Linked DNA regions of Danio rerio: region 1 is linked to region 2. A link is a contact called in public HiChIP or PLAC-seq data. All regions are on one chromosome and are shown on one strand. The core of a region is the stretch at or near the end of the contact, and the rest is flanking DNA. Distances in the headings are between cores, read along the strand shown. Region 1 holds the start of hdgfl2 (HDGF like 2). Region 2 holds the start of LOC100332608 (C2 calcium-dependent domain-containing protein 4C).

Region 1 (4,937 bases), core at 1,958-4,457, 120 kb after region 2:
TTAAATCAGTGTGTCAGTGGGACAGTACAGGCTACGTGTGTGTGTCAAACATTTTGGTGAACTACATTTGTTTGGGTTGGTTATATATTTGAAAGAAAGAGAAACTGTTGACTTTAGCGATGACGAGGCTTCATTTAAACGGCAGAAGATGCCGTCTGACAACGAGGGAAAAACGCCTCACAGCAGCTGTTTTCCATCCTATTACATCGCTTTTTTTTTTAAATGATCAGTCCAGGAGATGGTGATGATGGACAACCAAATTAGTTCAAAGATGATAAAAGCTGGTAAAATAAATTAAAACTATCGTTTCAAAGCTGTCCAAATGTGACTGTTTACATGCATCAGGTGCTGACTGGAAGTTCTTAGCATTCTCCTTGCGCATACACGCAAAGCATCATGGGTAATTTTGCGTTCCAAGAAAAAGGTCTATAGACTAAACCAGACATAAGCCAATGTGAGGAAACAACATGACTGGGTTTCAACTGTGCTAGTTGTTTGCCGTCGGCTTGGAGTGTACTGCTCTTAAGAGGGGCATGGTTAAGAATACTGAGGCTAAAGACCACCATTCCATTGCAGAAGCAAGTGGTCAGACAATGATTAAAGATTACCAAAACAAATCTTTTATCAGTGGATTAAATTGGATGGATTCATTGTTCACCTTCAAGGTCTCAGTGTTGTTCGTTTGAGGGCAAAAAGAAGATTGATAAAACAGAGTAAGGGGAATACTGTTTTATAACATTCTGAAATCCCTGAGCTGCAATAAGCAGGAGTTTAAATGTGTCATGCTGCTTCAGTGTACTGCTAAACACAACAGCAATGGCGGCTGAGAGAGAGAAAGTTTTGTAAACATCTGGCAAACAGCCCTCTCCATGAGAAGCACCAGACTAACAATGAGCGCTAGCAAAATAAACTAATTTTGATTTCGCACTGACATTAACTGACTAAATCTTTGATGTTAACAGCTCTGAAAACAAAAAACCAAAGCAGCTGAAAGTGTAATACATCATACTGTGGAAAAACTGATTGAAAAATGTACACTGTAAATGTTCATGTTGGGGATGTTTAGAGTTTTTTGATACCTTTGGAGCAGGAGCTTTCCGCTTCACTGCGGGCTTCTTTTGATCCTCACTCCCGGAGTCAGAATCATCACTTCCCGTTTCGGCTTTTCTTGGTACCACTGCTTCCTCTTCTTCCTCCGCATCACTTGCAGCAGCAGGTTGGTTGTCCTCACTGTCCGATGATGATGCAGCCTAAACAAATACAAGATAATGTGACAAATCAGAACAGCCCTTAAGAATGACAGATGATTTTGGAGGCTGAAATGAAGACTTACAGCAGGGGTGTTATAGGAGGCATGGGGGTTGTTTTGGATTTCCCATAAGCCTTCGTTGAACCCTTTCCTTTTGTTGGGTTTCCCAAAGCGTTCCTGGTTTTTTTCATATGCAAAAAGGTCTTTGGGTGCAAGGAATGCTCTGGAAGGTAGTTAACATTTTAAAAGTTAAATTCAGAATTATGATCATAGATGACTTAAGTCATAGAAATTGTAATTTATACATTCATTTAGAATTTAAAGGTTTAAAAATCCTATTATTGAGGAAAAACAGCTTTAAAGTTGTTCAGATTAATCACTTGGCAATGTATAATGCTAATTAAATAATATGTTTCATACATTTATTGCAGGAACTGTACAAAACTATCTTAAATGGAACATGATGTTTATTAATATACTAATGAATTTTTGGCATGAAGAGAAAGAATGACCTTTAAAATACATGTTTGGCTATTGCCAAAAATATACTTGTGGAACAAAAGACTGCATTTGTGGTCCAGGGTCACATATTAAATAGTATTATGTTTTCATGACACCTTTCATCCAAACACACAAGACTTTTTTGTGTTTGGGTTACTCATATAAACAACATCTTCATTTTTGTGGCCGGAAAAGTCTGTAATTTACAGTGGAATATCCAGTCACAACACTTTGTTTACATGTAAGAGGTAAAAAATAACTATTTAATCCACAAATCTTATTTTCACAATGAGATGCATAACAGACAGCTGGACAATAGATACACTAACTTTTCATTTCATGTTGAGATGACATGTTTGTTTTTAAATCAAAAAGATATGAACCTCAGCTTACAAATAACTAAAAATCTTTATAATATCATCCTAAGCAATAAAAACTGCAAACCAAAATGAAAGAAGAAAGGAAATCCACATATGGACTGTGCACAGAAGTTATGCCTTAAAAAGGGTCCTACACTTGCACCTGTTGACTTGTGGGGTTAGATAAGATTACTCCATGCACGTTTTGCACAAACCACACTTTTAAAAATAATTCTTTAGTCAACATTAAGAAAAAGAATACAGTAAACCTCATAACGAGATCTTTACTCGTTAATAGCAACCTGGTGCACACTTAACAAAATAATGTTTACGTACGTTTCATGAGTCCCAAAGAAGAAAATGGGGATCTTATTAGGAGGTGGTTTGACAGCCCCGTCTGCAACATCTTCAATCTGCAAGAACAAAAAACGTATAATATAAGGTGATTTGCATGTTCATTGGTTTTTTTAAAGCTCATAAAAACAAAAATCCTTTTACACATGAATATTCCACTTTGCACAGAGTGAAACACGTGCAGCAAAGTATCTCCATGTGTAAACATTACAACTCAACACCCCTTCATTTACACTTTCCATGTGATTAAATCAAAACAATGCAAAACTCTCATCTCCAAATAAAGGACTTATTCCCATTTCCCAAATTATGCATCTAAAAACGACCCCCAACTAAAATAAACAGGACTTTGCGATCACGCGACCTTAGCTGCTCCTCCAGCAAACAAGTTAGCCAGCCTGCTAGCTTCATACATTCATTACCAAGCAAATACTACAAAACAAAACATCCCTTCACCCGCTTAGCTTCTAAATCAGCATACACTGCAGGTTTATCTGCACATATGCAGAGTACATTCGGAAATTAGAGGGTAATTAGAGGTAAAGCTGGTTGCGGAGGGTCTGTTGGGGGGTGTGCGCTCAAAGCACCGCAAACCCTGCGCGAGCTCCCGCTGCTCTTACCCGGGCCGGCCAGTGAGGGTAACCCTTCATTTTAGCGAAGACAAGATCCCCGGGCCGGAAGTTGTGCGGCATCTTGTCGTCCCTCTATGCACCGCTCCTCGTTCTGCTCGTTTCTATCCGTCCACGGTCCGTTTTTCAGGCCGACAGACAGCGAGACCTGGATCTGATACAGTACGTGAGGAAAGGCGGTTGGTTACTGCAGGCGGTTTCCGCCAATTCCATTTTTCGTCAGCGGAAGTCCCTCCCTCCAAGGACCGCTGATTGAAGGAACCGTCTGTCACTCTTTGCACAATGTGTACGCCGTTACACTGTAATTTTAATAAAATTTTATCAAGATTCGCGCTGACCTGATTATGAAACAAGTGTTAAAAATTACCTTAGAGTAAACGTGTATTTTATTTTTTAAATTTGCAAAGAGATTGCATTTCTTTACAAGTTTTTGTTCGAATTTAATAAAAATACAAAATATTTAGCGATTTATTTTTCATATCTGGGATCTTTATGAGGATTTTAGTAATTTTACATAAAGTAGTTTTAAGTAAAATGAAACATTTTTACACAGATAATAAAAAAGAGCCATTCATAACAAAAATTCTGTTCCACGTAACTTACTGCTGTGATCAGGTTTTACATGTTTGGGCAAGATAAAAGTACTTAAAACAAAAATATGATAACATTTCGCTCATCTATTCTAAAATGTATGAATATATTTTAGAGACTTTACAATGATATTTCATATTCTGCGGTAACATGTACAACAAAAACTTGATTTTCCTCTATAGAAAGTAAAAATAGAAACCAAAATGTGGTAATTTCGTTTACATGAAATATTACACATTTGAGTTTATTTCTCTTTTCCTAATTTATTATTTCAGTATGATGCACCCCAAAACTGTTATCATGCAAAGTAAAATAAAGAAACGTTTATTACAATTTATTTAATTTGTTTCTAACATCTGATTTTATTCTCACAATAAAAATACTTTTTGAGAGGAATGAATACATACAATTAAGTCTTAATACAATTTAATATTTTATGAAAAAACGACCGCTTATTTATTTTCATGCACAGGTATGAATATCTCTGATTTTCAGCTCATATAAACCATTGTCATTTTTCTTCCCTCCACTTGGTGTCGCTAAAACTCCACGTTTGCGTCACGACCTCTCCATGACCACATTTCCGGTTCAGAAACAGTCCCTTTCCCGTTGTAAACACATCGCTTGGGTGGTGGTGTGTCTGACAGTTATAAATAATTAAAAACAAGTTATCTTGCATTTTAAAAAAGCTCGTTAGCATACAGTTTATCTCTAAGAATGAAGAAGTTTTTCGACGACATCAAGAAAGACATCAAGTTCAAGTCAGCAGGGCCAGGGAAGAAACTTACAGATGAATCAAGGTAAAAACAAAACAAACATCAGATGTGTGTACGAGGTCTGTCATGAAAACTGCTCTACATTACGTCAACATTAATATGGTGAGATTAAAATGCCATTATAGACCTTCTCGCAATAGAAGTGAATGCCATTTTTACTGATATACGACAACATATATGCATGTTTACATTTCTCCTGATCCCAACATTGACTACATATATAGCACAGGCTACACATTTAGGTTTACATTGCTAGTTTTGGATCCAGAACACGGAACAGGATCGAGCTGTGAGACTATCCTTTTATAACGCTATAATTACGCATAGGTTAACAGGCTTAGTGTGTCAGTCACGTGGGAGTGACTTTTTTTAGAGTGTTATTAGTCACAATAAGGGCTTTAACTAGAGAAATGAGTGAAATCTGTTGTTGTTGTTTTTTGCAGCTCTAAACCTCAGGCCTCACAGGCTTCTCATGCAG
Region 2 (5,247 bases), core at 1,281-3,780:
GAAGAGCAAGTGTCGCTCTCGCCCCCGCTGAAGTATCGGTAGGGGTTTATATGTGAGGTGTTAAAATCCGGAGGGTTGAGGTGGTTCCCTTCATTAGGACTCTTGTTTTGGGACTTGCGTTGGGTGTTGGGTGATGTTACTGGGCTTGTGTGGTCACAGTGGAAGAGGGACTCTTTCCGCCGGGTGTGGGGACTCTCCATCAATGTAGCAAAGCCGTAGGAAGTCTGAGTTTTTGGAATGTAAGGAAGTGACATGGCGGATTGGGATTGAGGGTCAGCATTGGTGTCACCTGCTACAACGTCATCCGCACTCTCAATTTGAATGATGTGGCGGTTCGCCGCCCTCAGTAAGTTCTTGGTGTCTCCTGCTAACTTGCTGACCAATCGCGGACTACGAGGGCTGCTGATCTTTTTGTTGCTGATGGTCTGTTCAGACGTCGAGGGTTTCAGACTCTCTTTGGGTTTGACGTCAGAAGCTTCGGTCTCTGGTGGGCAGCTTACAAGCTTGGGGGGGATGAAGAAATCTGGGATCTTATCTGGTGTGAGGACGTTGCTATAAACAGGAGCCTTTCCTTTTTCACCCGCCTCTCCTTGTCGGAGCACATTTGTTTCAACTGAGTCCCGGATCTTCTCCAGAACCCACATGATCCGTTTGGGCTTAACCCACTGGGTGATGCACGGTTGCCTGTAAGCACACACAACAGAACATTCAACAGTGAGCCTCACAGCTAATAATACCTCACAGTTTACCATAATATATCATTATATCATTAACATCTGTCCCAGTTAAAGTTGCAAGGTCAATTATACAGTAATTTTCTGGGAAAGTATAAAATTCACCTCAAATTGTCACCTCAAGTTGTTTTACAAAAGAAAAACATTTAACTTTAGTTGAATAATGAAGGGTTTGGTAAATGTTTTGTCATAATTTTCAGTCCATCTGTTAATGAAAAATGCTTTAATGGATACCCAAAAATAAAACTGCCTCATTATTTACTGTCCCTCATCTGGTTTTAAATCTTAATGAGTTTCTTTCTCTTGTTGATCACAAATAAATGATATTCTTTTGTATGTTGGTTGCTGGCACCCATTTACTTCCATAGTAGGAAAAAACTTTCTATGTCCAGCCACATGCATTCTTCAAAATATCTTCTTTTATTCAACAGAAGAAAGAAAACCAAAAGGATTTTGAACAAGTGTGTGAACTATTCCTTTAAGAAGCCTTTTGTTGCTAAGGGTGTCTCGGCAGGTGAACATTGTTCCAACATTGTTTCTGAACATCTATTAAATAATTGGTGAAGATAGATTACCTTTTTTTTGTGCTGGTGTAGGTTTAAGCTTTAATGCATGGATACTTTAAATACTTAATTACATTTTACTTACAATTTTTTTTTAGAATATTTTTTTCTTTCTTTTTTAAACAAATGATATACGACTAAAACTTTAGACTCTAGAAAGTGATCTTATGAGGGAAACAGCACATTCTTTTAATTATCCATGAAATAACATTAGCTAACTTTATGATGTTACACAAATCATAATTTTAGATAAGATGTAGATGACTATTCCTTTTTCATGGATTTTTTTTTCTTTTTTGATTTTTAGTCCTAGTCCTGAAGTTACAGTCTCTGTACATTTTGTCCTTTTGCAGCATACCTGATTATAATCATCACCTCATTAGTCTTTGGAGAGACATTCATTGCATGAGTAAAATATGTGAAATAATCACTATTTTTAGTCCAGTGTACTCCAGGATCAAAAATTATAATATACTTACATTTTCAGTCGTTTACAAAAATGTTTGAGTGTGATAAACTGTTACACCAAACAATTTATTTGATACACTCAGTTGATGAACATCCACACTGAGACTGAGTTCACATGAACAGCAACAGGTTGCACTGAACACACCGATGGTCTCTCTGATTCAGAGATCAACTTTTCTGACAACTGACGCTTGCTCACCATCTAACTCAAATAAACATGTTATTTGATGGCTAATTCATAGAATTTGTTAAAAAATATTTTATCGGAACTAAATCAGATCTCATTTCTTTAATATGTAACATCCACACAAGCTTTTGCATGCAAAAGAAAAAGTGGGAAACCAGATTGTTTTTTTAATGTACTGTTGAACCCTCAAAAAACAGTAAATGCATTTTGAATGTATATTTTGCCCTGTTAAAGCATCACTAACCAAATAAAAGAAGACAGTAAATACATCTTAAATGTGTTTTTTTACACAACTAAAAAACAAAACAACAGCTTATCACGAGATATTAAATGAGAAAGCTTTCAAAAATGTCTTAGTGCATTGTTTTTTGATGAAGTACATTGTACAAAATCATTCCAAATCCAAACAATTCTTTATCACAATTTAGTTGAAGTAAAGTAAACTTTCAAACCTGTTACTCGCTGTTTCTGAAAATGTCTTCCCCTCTTCGAGAATCCTCACTCGTTCACAGGCACTTCAGTGTTCATTAGTAAGTGTGTGTGCGCTGTGTTTTCCTCAGGCTGCGGTGAGAGAGGTTCAGATCCGCAGGTCGCCTGTTGCGCTTATATAGTCCTGCTGCAGACGCGCGCGCCTCCACGAGCCAATCAGAGGAAACGATGCTCTTCCAATTGGTGATGTATCGATTCAGCGACGCCGAACGCTGTAAACAATCAGGAATGAATGCTTATCTAAAAAAACAAGGCGTTTGATTGATTTAAAGATTAGGGTTTCACATATTGTTAAGTGGATATGAATGATGCAGTAGGCTGTCTGAAAATAAGTCAAGTTAAGGGTTAACTTGGAAAAGCAAAGCTACAGGTTCATGACAGTTCATTCTTACTTACTACACTCTAAAAAACGTTATTTAAGCCTATTGAATCTAATGGTTGATTTAAAAATATTTGGTAATTTGATGGGTTATTTTTAACCTTTATTGAGTTATTCTTAAATAACTCAACCAGGTTAAACATTTGGTGTTTAGTTGGGTTATTTTAAAATTGAGAAATTCAACAGTCAACTGATTTAACTGACAGAACAGCTGTATTAATATGCATGAGTAATATTGTGTTTGCGTTATAAAGTTTATTCAAGTTCTAACGCAATATAGGCCTATTGTTTTTTTTTTTTATCAAATTGCCTCTCCGTGTCATGATTTTTCTATTTCACCAGCACTCTGAATTGGTATACACGCGCTTTATAGAAGATCTATATAAACAAATAAAAACACTCTACCTCCCTTGTTCATCTTTACTTTTTTCTTTTTTTGGGGGGGTTGGGGGGGTGTATTTGAGATATTCAGCTGTTATTCTTGCCTTTAGGACCCAGAACAGAGACATCAACCTGGTCGCGTCTCGGTTAATGTTGTCTATTTTTATTAAAAACACATTAAAAACACTATCAAATTACCTCTCCATGTCATAATTTTTCTGTTTCACCAGCACTCTTAATTGACGATGATACAAACACGTGCTTCTTAGCCGATATATATTAAACAGATAAAACATTTTCTCTACCTCCAGTGTTCATCTCTACAGTTTTTTTTTTACACATATATGCACCCAGCAGCGAAATCAACCTAGTGTCGCGTCCAGTCTTGGTTTATGTTACAAAAACACAGCCCTTTCTCTAGGAAACTATATTGTAATATCCAAATACTAAATAAGTAATATCCAAATACTATTTTATTCAGGAGGTTGCTGGTTTTCTCAAGTGGGGAATCGGAGCATTATATTATTGGTTATCATTTGCAGCTAGAGGGTGCTGACTTGATCTTAACAATCTCAACATTTCTTTCTAGTCATGAAGAAGTCATCCTGGACGAGAGCAGAGGCTCGCTATCATTGTTTATCAGAAGTTTAACATAGTTGTACAATAGGCTGTGCAAAACACAAACGTTTCTAGCGTTTCAATGTATTATTTTGATGGGCTAATTCAGCTAAATATCACCACTCAATCTATAGCTCAGGAACAGGGTATAGTTAGTTAATGTATAGGCTAAATGAAAATATACAAAATAATAAACAAACAGCGCAAAGTACGCACCCTGAACAAACGACTCCTCAAGCTATCATCTCAAACTGACAAGTTAAGTTTATTAATCTGCCACATCTATTGCAGTTGTCAGATTGAGTAAAAATATATATATATTAAATACAAATATATAGGCCTATAGTTATTCATAAAGTTCTGTGAAATTTGTATTTGTTTGGCTCTCTGAAAAGGCTACGCTTAAACTAAACCCTTAAGCTGAGTTGTAGGCTTAGTATCTTTCTGCGTTGTGTTTAGTTGGGAGAGCGTCTGTCAGTTCTCAAGTTAAAATCTTTTGCAATGTTTCAATAAATAGGCTATTTTCTTTTCCAGTAATTCTAGATCATATTTTCCAACATGTAGGCTGTTAATGAAACTCAAAAGATTGAATCTTTCAATGATTATTATGTTGTAATTTGCCAATATAGATATATTTTAGGTAGCCTTTAATCTGGCAGTGAAGGATTGAAAAACTCTCTAGGCTACTGTCAGACAAGAACACACAACTCCATCGTTGCTTGTTAGTTGTTCAGTCATTGGCAAAATTGACTGCACCGAAAAAGTGAAGTCTGTAGAGCACAAAAGCACTTGACTTAATTTAATTTAAATCACTTGCCTATCTTCTGCCGCGAACTGGCCATTGGTTTCCCTGGAGACCCTGCCATATCTATGGCAACAAATAGATTTTTACAGGAACAGAAATAGAACAAGTCCAAAATAGTGACCCGAGGGGAAAAGAAACCCCGGGGTGATGCTGGGGTTCCAGGAATAGAATAAAACATCAAGTTATGGACACACGTACTCTCACACAGATGAAAAAGGTAATTATTACTCGCGTCATTCAAACCAGAAGACTATGACTGACTTCCGTGGAGTTAGCCTTATAAAAAAAGACCTCAAGCCTCAAAAAGTGCATATGACTCATGATGTGCCAAACTTGTGAGCAACAGAACAAAACGGAGACTGTGTTTTTATTAAATACAAATGATATGCAATAGCAAGAGTCCACATCTCTCCTTTATCTGCTCAAATATGCGCGGGAAGATGACGCGATGGGGTTCAACAAGTGACGGTTAGCTGTTGTAAATTCGTCCTGTTTCTCTCACAGACCTACAGAAATATTTAGTAGTAACCTGAATATTGAATTTAGAGTGATATGATCATATTTAAGGTATTTTATTGTGTCATTTTTGCTTAATGGAATGAAAAGACCAGAAATTCTTTTCA

What was found. HiChIP or PLAC-seq counts read pairs in DNA pulled down with a chosen protein or histone mark.
Region 1: an H3K4me3 HiChIP or PLAC-seq map of gastrula embryo shows a contact between it and region 2, with 2.1 times the contacts expected there. The contact joins the promoter of hdgfl2 here to the promoter of LOC100332608 in region 2. A contact is called at or near these places in 2 of 4 datasets of contacts at active chromatin or transcription factors (embryo and gastrula embryo).

Annotation. Positions count from the first base shown.
Region 1 is chr22:22,099,549-22,104,485 of GRCz12tu, forward strand. hdgfl2 (HDGF like 2) reads right to left here and starts at 3,208. Exons shown (of 16, transcript NM_001002037.2): 1 at 3,084-3,208; 2 at 2,446-2,522; 3 at 1,334-1,472; 4 at 1,080-1,250. The coding sequence starts at 3,155. It overlaps ubxn6 (UBX domain protein 6), which reads left to right and starts at 4,214. Exons shown (of 11, transcript NM_001044780.1): 1 at 4,214-4,483; 2 at 4,903-4,937. The coding sequence starts at 4,401.
Region 2 is chr22:21,984,994-21,990,240 of GRCz12tu, forward strand. LOC100332608 (C2 calcium-dependent domain-containing protein 4C) reads right to left here and starts at 2,531. Exons shown (of 2, transcript XM_005170537.6): 1 at 2,405-2,531; 2 at 1-684. The coding sequence starts at 644.